Regions from separate parts of the Cydia pomonella genome. Here region 1 is linked to region 2. The links are chromatin contacts, called in public Hi-C maps. All regions are on one chromosome and are shown on one strand. Each heading gives the region's core, a stretch centred on a gene start, on an enhancer-like site or on the middle of the called end of the contact. The rest is flanking DNA. Distances are from core to core; before and after follow the strand shown. Region 1 holds the start of LOC133530475. Region 2 holds the start of LOC133530199 (longitudinals lacking protein-like).

Region 1 (5,049 bases), core at 1,625-4,124, 230 kb before region 2:
AATATCAGCTGGCGGCCCTGGACTCGATAGAGCGCCGGGCTCATAGACTTTTTGGCGATGACCCATCTATCAAGTCAAAATTACAGAGCCTTGAGCATCGCCGTCGAGTCGCTAGCCTATCGGTGTTCTATCGGATACATTTCGGGGAGTGTGCACAGGAACTGCACGATCTGATCCCACCTTCCCCTTTCCATCATCGGACGTCCAGGCGTGGGGAGCGAATGCACCCGTTCGTGGTACACATTCCATTTGTTCGCACTAAACGGTTTGCCTCCTCTTTTTTGTTACGGACGGCTAAAGAATGGAATGCGCTCCCGCCCTCTGTATTCCCTGATAAATATGACCTCGGTCTCTTTAAAGCAAGAGTGAATAGGCTACTACTGAATCGGTGAGCTCCATCTTAGGCCCTGTCTTCACTTTCCATCAGGTGTGACTAGAGCCAATCGCCGATCAGTTTTTAATAAAAAAAAAAAAAAAAAATATATACATTACCATGCAAACTTCCAACGAAAATTGGTTTGAACGAGATCTAGTAAGTAGTTTTTTTTTAATACGTCATAAAATTAAAAAAAAAATTTTTTCATTAAACATATAGATACGTGTGGGGTATCTATACTATCTATGAATAGGTCTTCAAAAATGATATTTAGGTTCCTAATATCATTTTTTTCTAAACTGAATAGTTTGCGCGAGAGACACTTCCAAAGTGGTAAAATGTGTGTCCAAAGTGGGAAAATGTTGAACAAGATCTAATAAGAAGATTTTTTTTAATACGTCTTAAATTGTACGGAACCCTTCATGCGCGAGTCCGACTCGCACTTGGCCGCTTTTTCATTTCTTTTATTGGACAGACAACACTAATTACAAATTTAATAATAACAGACATATTGATAATATTAGGTACATACTTTTTGAGAAGTAGGTCAAAGCAAAATGTTATCTTTAAAAACGCTATTCCGTGCGTACAGTACATCGCTATATACCTGCAGCTTATGGCCGATATATACGTAGCTCAATACATTGCGGGTTCAATATAATGACGCGTTCGGGGTGCTGTTGCGGCTGCCTCATTGCAGCGTGTCCGGCATGTTCGTGGACGCGCACGTTGACGGTTTCCATGCGATGCTGCGCCGCGACCACAGGAAACCGTCTAGGGGTTGGACTGTGGCCGCGACGCTCCTCAGAGTCCGCGATAGCTGCCACAGGCTCCTGAGCATAGTAGCGGGGAGGTGGGGCAGTAGCCTAATCAGGCACTGGTCCTCGCTTCACTTAAGTTTAGGTACTAATATACTTATTTAAGAGGCCGTTATCGATTTTAATCGCAAAAATGTCAAATTGATAGATTTAGTCGATGAAATTGTACACCTTTTGTTACGTAATATCTAAATAACAAGTATATAACAAAAGGCCTCCTCCAACCTTCTCCACTCTCTCCGATCTATTGCCACTCTACTCCAGGTACGGCCAGCTACCTGCGCAATGTCGCAATGGAAACTTCCCATATACTTAATAACATTTTGAAACACTTTAATAGTAACAGACGGTTTGGTGGAGGGGAACCAACCCTTAACACACTGTGCCAACATGGCCTTCTCGACAATAGTACAACAGGGTATAGTCCTCACCCTAGTCCACAAAAAATTAGGGCAATGACAAATAATCCTGACATTTTCTATTAAGTTTTTCTTTCATTTCTTAGGTTAGATATAAATGCTACTTTTTGTTAGTAATTATAAGAGTTTCTATAATGGCTAATTAAAGAGTTAAAATTTAGATTGTGATGATGATGATGTACTCCTGTTACCCCTCATTAGGGACATAGGGCTCACAGAAGAATTTTCCTTCTATCGCAATCCTGAGCGGCTACTTCCAGCTCTTTCCAGCTGAGTCCAGTTAATCCAGCCTCCTTCTCAACTGATGGCCTTCATGTGGTAAGCTGACGCCCCGACCTTCTACTGCCAGTCAATTGAACAGGTGGTTGTCTGGTTTACAAAACATGTATCTGATCCATCACCATTTCCTTACAAGATTTCCTGGCCTATAGGTTTCTGGTCAGTCATCTGCCACAATCTGATGTTTGAGATAGTTCGTGGCCAGTAAATCCCTTGGATGCGTCGCAGATTGTAATGTTTACTTACCTTCTTTACAGTCCCGGGGCTGGTTTTGGTGACAAAGCCCTTCGATTTGATAACTCTACTAGGGCCGTAGAACGGTCTGCACCTCTCTGCAAGTCGCAGAGCAGTCCACGGCACCCAAAGCTTCTGTTTTGAGCAATACGTCTCAACATGGTAGCACAACTCTTTCTTCCACTTCACTTTATCAGATGAGCCACCCTCCACTGTTACGCCTAAAACTATGAAATTATGCTTACTTTACTGTCTTGCTGCGGCTCTAGTCGTCCGTGCAGAAGACGTTACACTGGAATGTTAAGTCTTTATTGGATTACAGCTTTAAGCAGGCTAGCTGGCAACCTATGTACCTAAATTTTCTTAGTTCAAGTCAAAGTACTTGAAAAATTACAAATAAACAAAATAAAGAAAGATGCTATTTAATATAATTTTAAAATATAAATATTACCTTTATCACCATGAAATCGACCACGATTGTCCTTCACTACTGTGACTTTTGCATAAGTTTTCTTGGATAACCAAGCTATGGCGACGTCGCCCACTTTCCATATATAAATAGTTTCACCGTTTTCATTTTCACACATGATTCTTATAATTTATTCAATATACATGTCCGATCTCTCGTCTAAATTTGTTGAAATTATAGTAAAAATATGAATGTAAACTAAAGTTAAGCAAAACAAACCAAGTACCTAAACCCTAAACTTGGTAATTTCCGAAAAAGTCAAAAAACTTTTGTAAATTACAATAACAACTTATGCACGACTTGCGCTAGAACACTTTTTTTTTGTTTTTTAATTATTTATATTTAAAATAATTTAAAAGCCATTCTATCTCACATTCACAATTAATGAGAATAAAAACTTAATTAAAAAGACAATAATAGAAATTCTGTAGTGAAATCAATGGCAACTGCGGGAAAATTTAAACAGAATGAATTCTGAATGAAAACATTGCGATTCTTGCTTCCTATTGGTTAAAATACACAGAGGCTCCAAAGCTACCAATATCTAACAACAAAAATTACAGTGTTGCCATGTTATACAGCGCCACCCAGTGTCGAGTAGAATCACTAATAGCGCTAGCAGGCGAATATGCTATGGTAAAACGTACACAGATGGCAGTAGTAGTCCAAAAAGATGTTCTACTCGCGAAGATTTTATACAACAAAGAATAATGTTCCGTTTCCCAAGTTTCCCTGATGCTTCTTATCTTATCTTACCCACCTTATTCTCGTAGTAAATAAATGATAGGATATAGCTTAAAGCCCATGATATAAGGACATACATAAGCATCAAATAATTCAGGATAACCGCAACCCCAGGTACCCGGTTATTGTTATTGATCCCGCCCGTTGGCTGTCTGGCGGTCTGTGCACACCAGCGCCACTATCGGCATCCTATGGACACAAATGAGTTTTATGTGCATTTTAGGATGAAATTTTAAGTAAATTGGGTATGAATAAGGCTTTTTATGATGTTTTAAACTAGTATATGTAGACTAATTAAGATAGGCGCGATTGCCATAAGTACTTTACCTTGTAGAGTCTGTGCGGAATGAGAAGAGTCGTGGAATGAATTGGCCCAATACATTCCACGAGTCTTCTCTTTCCGAATAGACTCTACCTATCATGTTTTTAAATGTACTTGCACTTCTTAGGTACAGTATGTGATATATATAAGCTGGATTTTAATGGGATTGCTGTCACGAGAGGTGATCTAATAATTCTTAGGTCTACAATTAGGAGGTTTCTTATAGCCTTAGGAAATCTTACAAGGAACTTTTCTAGTTACCTATATTGATGGACATTTACCGATTACCGAAATATTTATCTCCTTGTCTCACGCACTTTTTACTCCAACTAAATATATAAAATTAAGATCTGATAGTTCCTTGGCATAAAATTAAAAATATATCCTAGGAGAGGAAAGTCTTATAAGAAGTCTTATTAATTTTGTTCACATAAGAATTTTAAAGATAGCAATTTATTTATAGATAGCAAGCTACCTATAGATCGGCAATTATATAATAACAACATGACGCACTTATATGCACTTTATATCAATAGGTATCTTCGAGAGCAAAATCACAGCTATAATCTTTCGTTTATAAACAAGTGCCCCACGTCAATAGCACTCTCTGATTGGTTGATCTCCCGCGCGGGGCGTGGTCTGGTCCCGCGCAGCTTCCAATGGTTATCGCAATCTGATGGGGACAGATTGTGTAGGGGACAATGTTATGTAAGTTAGGTATTCTTTGAGTTATAATTTAGTTCGGAACGCGTTGAACTTGTTTTTATTAAGTAATTGTTAGTTGTTTTGTTTTATATGGCATGCTTAATACTAAAATCAAAGATTTTAGTATTATGAAAGTGCATTTTTCGACTATGTTAATTTAATCCCAGAATGCTCACCTTACAATACTTAATCAAGTCTACTGAAGTGTTTTAAATGCATATTTAAACACATTTTTAACTGTCGTCATAAACAAAATATCGAAGCTTAAGTTAAAAGAATGTAATTGACGCTTTTCTGCTAAATAATAAATTCTAAGAAAATTAGACTGTTAGATATCTGGTTTATAGACATTTAATAATGTAACCGTACAATACGTAGTTACTAAACTTATTTTAGTGCCGGATTTGGTATACCTACCGCTATCGCTATTTAATCTTTTTATGTAGGTATATTTATATTTTTTGGTACATCGATAATCTGTTCATGATCTGGGTTCCAGCAAGTGCTTCACCCGAAAGAGTGGAGCGTATTACTGAGCCAGAACCCTTTCGTTTTGCTGCAACGCACACAGCAAACCTTACTTTTATTCATGCTTTTTGTTCTTTATTCAGTTTTTATTTTGGTGTTGCTATTGTTGCTATTATTATTTGTTTATATGTGTGTATTGTGGCAAGCGAATAAAT
Region 2 (5,105 bases), core at 1,247-3,746:
ATTATGAATAATGAATACTTATAAATTAAAATATATACTGAATATGTGACTTATAGTTCGACTTTCAATGTAGTAAGATGTTTACTATTCACTTTATGCCTATCTTTCTTTAATGCAATATGGGTGTCGTTTTAAAAACGTTTTTGTGAATTAAATTTTGTGTATAATAAATAGAAATGTTTTATTTTCTGCTGTCTAAAAACCTACAACTTGAAATTATTCGAAATTCAGCAAATACGGAGTATGCTCTAGCAAGTTCATTCAACATAACTGCTCTTACAAACTCACATAGCATTATATTATTACGAGGAAAGGGGACGATCACTTCTCGATACAAACGTAAACCTCATTTTCCTCCCTGGATGTCAACAGCATGAAAAAAATTACACTTTTCGATGTATTTTAAACATAGGCGATAAACTAATTCCATACAGTACGGGTTTCAAAAACGCCTAACCCATATAATAATTAAAAAAAAAACATAAAAATTAAACAAGCGGGCGTAGATTTGGTTGATATGTTACATCAAATTGTGTCCAGCCAGAGAAGAAAATTGGGACTACGTTTATATGGCATGTATATGGGAAGGCGCTTGGGGGGCGGTCGTCCCTTTCGTCTTAATGATTCCAAGAACAATTAGAAATATAAAAACAGAACTCCGCACTAAACATAAGTTAATTTTATAAATTGTTTCATAAAATTTTAATGTGACGGCCATCTAGTGGCAAGTGCCAAAAAACTTTCTTACGGCTACTCGTCACTAGATGGCCGTTTAAATGCTACCATATGTAAAATTTAAAAACAAACCAACCATTCACAAAATAATATAAATGTTCTATAATAATATTCATTTGTATGTATTACATTTCATTATGCGTAGTAAACTACTACTAATTAAATTGCAATACAATTAATTTCTGAATGCATCGGAAGCCCACTCGAGCCTATTCTAGCCAATCAGCGGTCTATGATGCCGGTGTACAAAATATGCAAAAAAATTGGGTAAATATTGCTACTCAAAAAACATTCCCGAAAATTTCAATACAAGTAATTTATCTACTATATACAAGTATAGTGTATAATATTTATTACTTAAACTTCACTTTAAAACTCTGTTTGATACCATCTGGTCACGTTTAATAAAGAAGTGTAGCTACTTAATAACAATGTTCTCAAATTACGGTCTGGCCAAAAAGGTCTTTTGCAAATGAATAACATAATAACTTACTCTTTATTATAATTTAAATTGATATGGGACTCAATTGCGTGCAAAGTGCATGCTTTCATTATTTGGCCTAATGGTTCAGGACAGACTGGCGAGGAATTGTAGAAACATCATCTATAGCTGCACGGATAATGCGAACCACCCACACTTGGTAGATTATTTACTTTTGCGCTTGGGTTGTCACACAACACTCACTACATCCGAAGGTTTGTGACTGGGTATTTTATCACGCTTACTTTTGCCAATCATTGGATCCCACGAAGAATTTCGTGATAATCTCATTTTAGACTACGCTATTTCTTTGGTCCTGTTTTTCGTGTATGCCCCTCCCTTTTCCTCCCTATACATCATAAGAGCCTAAACTTGTTGTGTAAAACTAGAATAATCTTTAGTCTAGCAAACAAGTTTTGTCAGTAACAGTGGAATAAAAAACTGTAGCCATCCCACTTTTTGTGGTCATAACAGTAGCACACGAAAAATACAGTACGGATATTTCTGCCTATGCTCCACTGACAAACGATTCTTATTATACTACAGTTAAAAGCTTTACAGACCCTCCTGAATTTAACGTCAGGAACGCAGCAATACGTAGAAGTAAGATGAATATATGGAAATATATCCATAGTTTAGCGCCAATTACATCCACACTTCCCGATATCGGGCCCGAATTTAGTACCGATTTTTGGCCTGATAATCGTTGTCCGTTTCACGGAATATCAACACATTGTTAATAAAATTAGAAATGTAAAAAAAATACTTTGTCCGTAATCGCCAAAAGTGTTCAATGTTTAATATTTTTGCATATGAACCATTTTTTTACATTTCAAATATTGTAAGCAATGTGGTGATATTTGATGAAATGGAAAAATACTCTTGCTCGGGCCTGATAAAGTGTGGATGTAATGGGCACTTTTGTCAGATATTGCGGCGTTGTTGTTGTCAGTTAGAGTTAAACCTATTCAAACTTATATAAAATTAAGACTTATGACGTATAAATAACACTTGTATTGTCTACCTATGCTACCAAAACCGTTGCAGAAGATAACTTGGTCTAACTCTACTAAATTCAGGAAGTTGTATACAGCTCTTAACCTACCTATTTCGCAGTCTAGATGAGTTAGAAATAAATTGACTTTTTCAAAAAAAGTTTTTTCTGATCATACATTCCTAAAATGGAAATTAACGTCATTATGTATAAAATACTATACAAGAAGTAAAAATTCAGAAAATTAAAAGTTAGCAAATAGTGGTAAAAAATGGTTTTGAGTTGGTAACCCTATATGTGAGTGAAGGAATTTTTAAGAAATAGAAAGAAGTCGCTAATTTATGCGATACGGCGTCTTCATTTTGAGTTTCAATTGCTTAACTTTTTAAAGACAGTTGCGAAACATTACGCTGTGCCCTTGTAGAACGGATAGAGATAGTTCTTTAGAGGGCTATAGTTCTAATAAATAATAGGTAAGCTTGTTTTCTATGCAGTAAGCATTTCACATAGTGACGTAGGTACACTATTTCTTTCGGTGGCCTTTGCCGAAACAATTACAAACTATGAACACCAAACACTATAGTAATAACAATAATAACCCTATATCTTCTTTATTTCATGTATAGTTTCTTAATATTTACTATTAATAGTGTTATTAAACATTGTTTACATTGCAGGTATTTAGAATATATATCCAAAATGGGCGATCAACAGTTTTTCCTGAAATGGAATGATTTTCAAACGAATATGGTGACTTCGTTCAGGCATTTAAGGGACGAGAAAAGCTTCACCGACGTGAGTAAACAAAGTTATGATCAGCTCCATTGCTGTTTTGATTACAAACAAACAAATATGGCATTTTAACCTCACACACTTATCCTTGAATGCTATATAAATTTCGATTATGCTTATTTCGATATGCTCACCATATTTAAAATATCATGATGATATTATTGTTCATTTACGAAAACATCACAAAAAATGACAAAATTAATGTTTAATGTTATTGTAAGATTAATTTGAGCACACTAGAATATTAGTGCTCAAAACTAAAGAGTCAAAGGTCATGATAAGAATTTTACAACAATACAATGTTGTGACATGCACTCAAACTATGCATTGTTAATTAGATTCTCAATGCAATTCTTTAAGCCTGCATTACTAGATAAGACTCAAGTTTTTGCATAGATACCACCAAAATAAGTTCTCTTGTACATAATGCAGATTTAGGCTATGCCAAGAATCAAAGTTACTTTTATTGTGATTAAATGTTGTAAATATTATTCTTATATTAGTACCTACTCATAGATATAAGAATACCTATAACTAATGCCCTAAAGTTGGCAACCACTCACCAGTACAATGTACAACAATATAAAATTTTCTTATCTTAAATTTTAACAAGTGTGTACAGTGACAATCATACTTTAAAAACATGGCTTAAACAAACCTTAATAGGCAGGTACTAACAGAGCCGCCTTGCTAGGAAATTGCCGGTCCACTTAACTCAGTCTATATAGATTTGCCTGGGCCACATTGCCTCGGGCGAGGCACGTCTCCATCGATGGAGCTGCTTCATGTGGCAATTTCCACCTAATGTTCCTAATTTTTCAGGTGACACTAGCTTGTGAAGGCCAAACATGCAAAGCGCACAAAATGGTGCTCTCAGCGTGTAGTCCATACTTTAAAAGCTTATTAGAGGTGAGTGGTATACAATCTTCTTCTTTGTTAGGTTTCCATACCCAAAGGATAATATTACTACCGTGATAGCTAGGACAGTTTAAATGTTCACAGATAATTTGTTTCTGTTGCCGCTATAACAACAAATACTAAAGAGTCTGACACACACTTGTCCAGTTTTTTTAATGGCTAGCAATCCAGTGGTCGTGAGTTTCAAGTCACCCAAGACAGTAAATTTTTCACTTTTATTATCATTCATAGACATTTCTACTTGATACAAAATTAATTTGGTGTGCAATCTTCTAAATATACTAGTAGCTCTGAGCCATAGACCTTGCGAACCTCCATGGTTTGACCAGAAACTGAATTAACAAAAAATTCATGGAATTATCAAACCTGCTCACAAAATTTCACGGTAATCAGTTGAGAAATGGTTTGAGGATCATAATGAACTTCTCAAGAAGTGAAAAATGAGGTGCATGTTTTTACTTTTTTTGCGGATGAAATTTCACAACTTACCTTACATAGCAAAAACTCTTTTAGGTATATAAATATTTACTTTTCATATTAGACCTTGATGTTATGACAATCCCCCTAATTCATAAGCGCATAACAGACTTAGGCAAATAATTATTAGCAAACTGAGGCTTATAGCAAGTTTATGAATTAGACTAGTCTGCAGCAATTGGTCTTCTTCAGTTGCCTCAGTTGGTCCCTCAATGCTGAGGATCGTGACATCATGTCCTAACGTTGAAGACCAGATTCCTTCATAGGCTTCTATTCCTCTCCAAGCACATGGCCTCGTTTTAATTGAATAGGTACAGTGATTTGAGCTCACCAACTAGTAGGGGGAGGGCCCTGACGTCTGGTGCCTTCAACTTTGCCCATCATAATAACTCTAGGCTATCCAGGGAACAGCATGAGAGATGTCTATAGTCCATGTCTCATAACCATAAAGAAAGATTGGGAACACAAGAGAATGGTACAGCAATTGGTAGTATCAATTAAATGCAAATTTCCAATCTAATTTTAATGTCATGTACTAAGTTTTATTCTATTGACACATATGGGGTTTACAAATTTATAATTACTACCAGGCATACTTGATAAAGGACGTTCCCCAGGCAAAACATCTGCCTGGTGACGGGAAGGCCAAAAGGAAGGTTTATGATTTTAGCAATCTGATGTGTATCATGCTCTGCACTGATTGAAATA

The links. A called contact is a pair of places that touch in the nucleus more often than the background predicts.
Region 1: a Hi-C map of whole body shows a contact between it and region 2, with 7 times the contacts expected there. The contact joins the promoter of LOC133530475 here to the promoter of LOC133530199 in region 2. A contact is called at or near these places in 2 of 2 Hi-C or Micro-C datasets (both in whole body).

What each region holds. Positions count from the first base shown.
Region 1 is chr22:9,418,250-9,423,298 of ilCydPomo1, reverse strand. It overlaps LOC133530475, which reads right to left and starts at 2,874. Exons shown (of 9, transcript XM_061868396.1): 1 at 2,578-2,874; 2 at 2,139-2,353. The coding sequence starts at 2,713.
Region 2 is chr22:9,191,326-9,196,430 of ilCydPomo1, reverse strand. LOC133530199 (longitudinals lacking protein-like) reads left to right here and starts at 2,496. Exons shown (of 5, transcript XM_061868056.1): 1 at 2,496-2,683; 2 at 2,888-3,005; 3 at 3,825-3,911. The coding sequence starts at 2,910.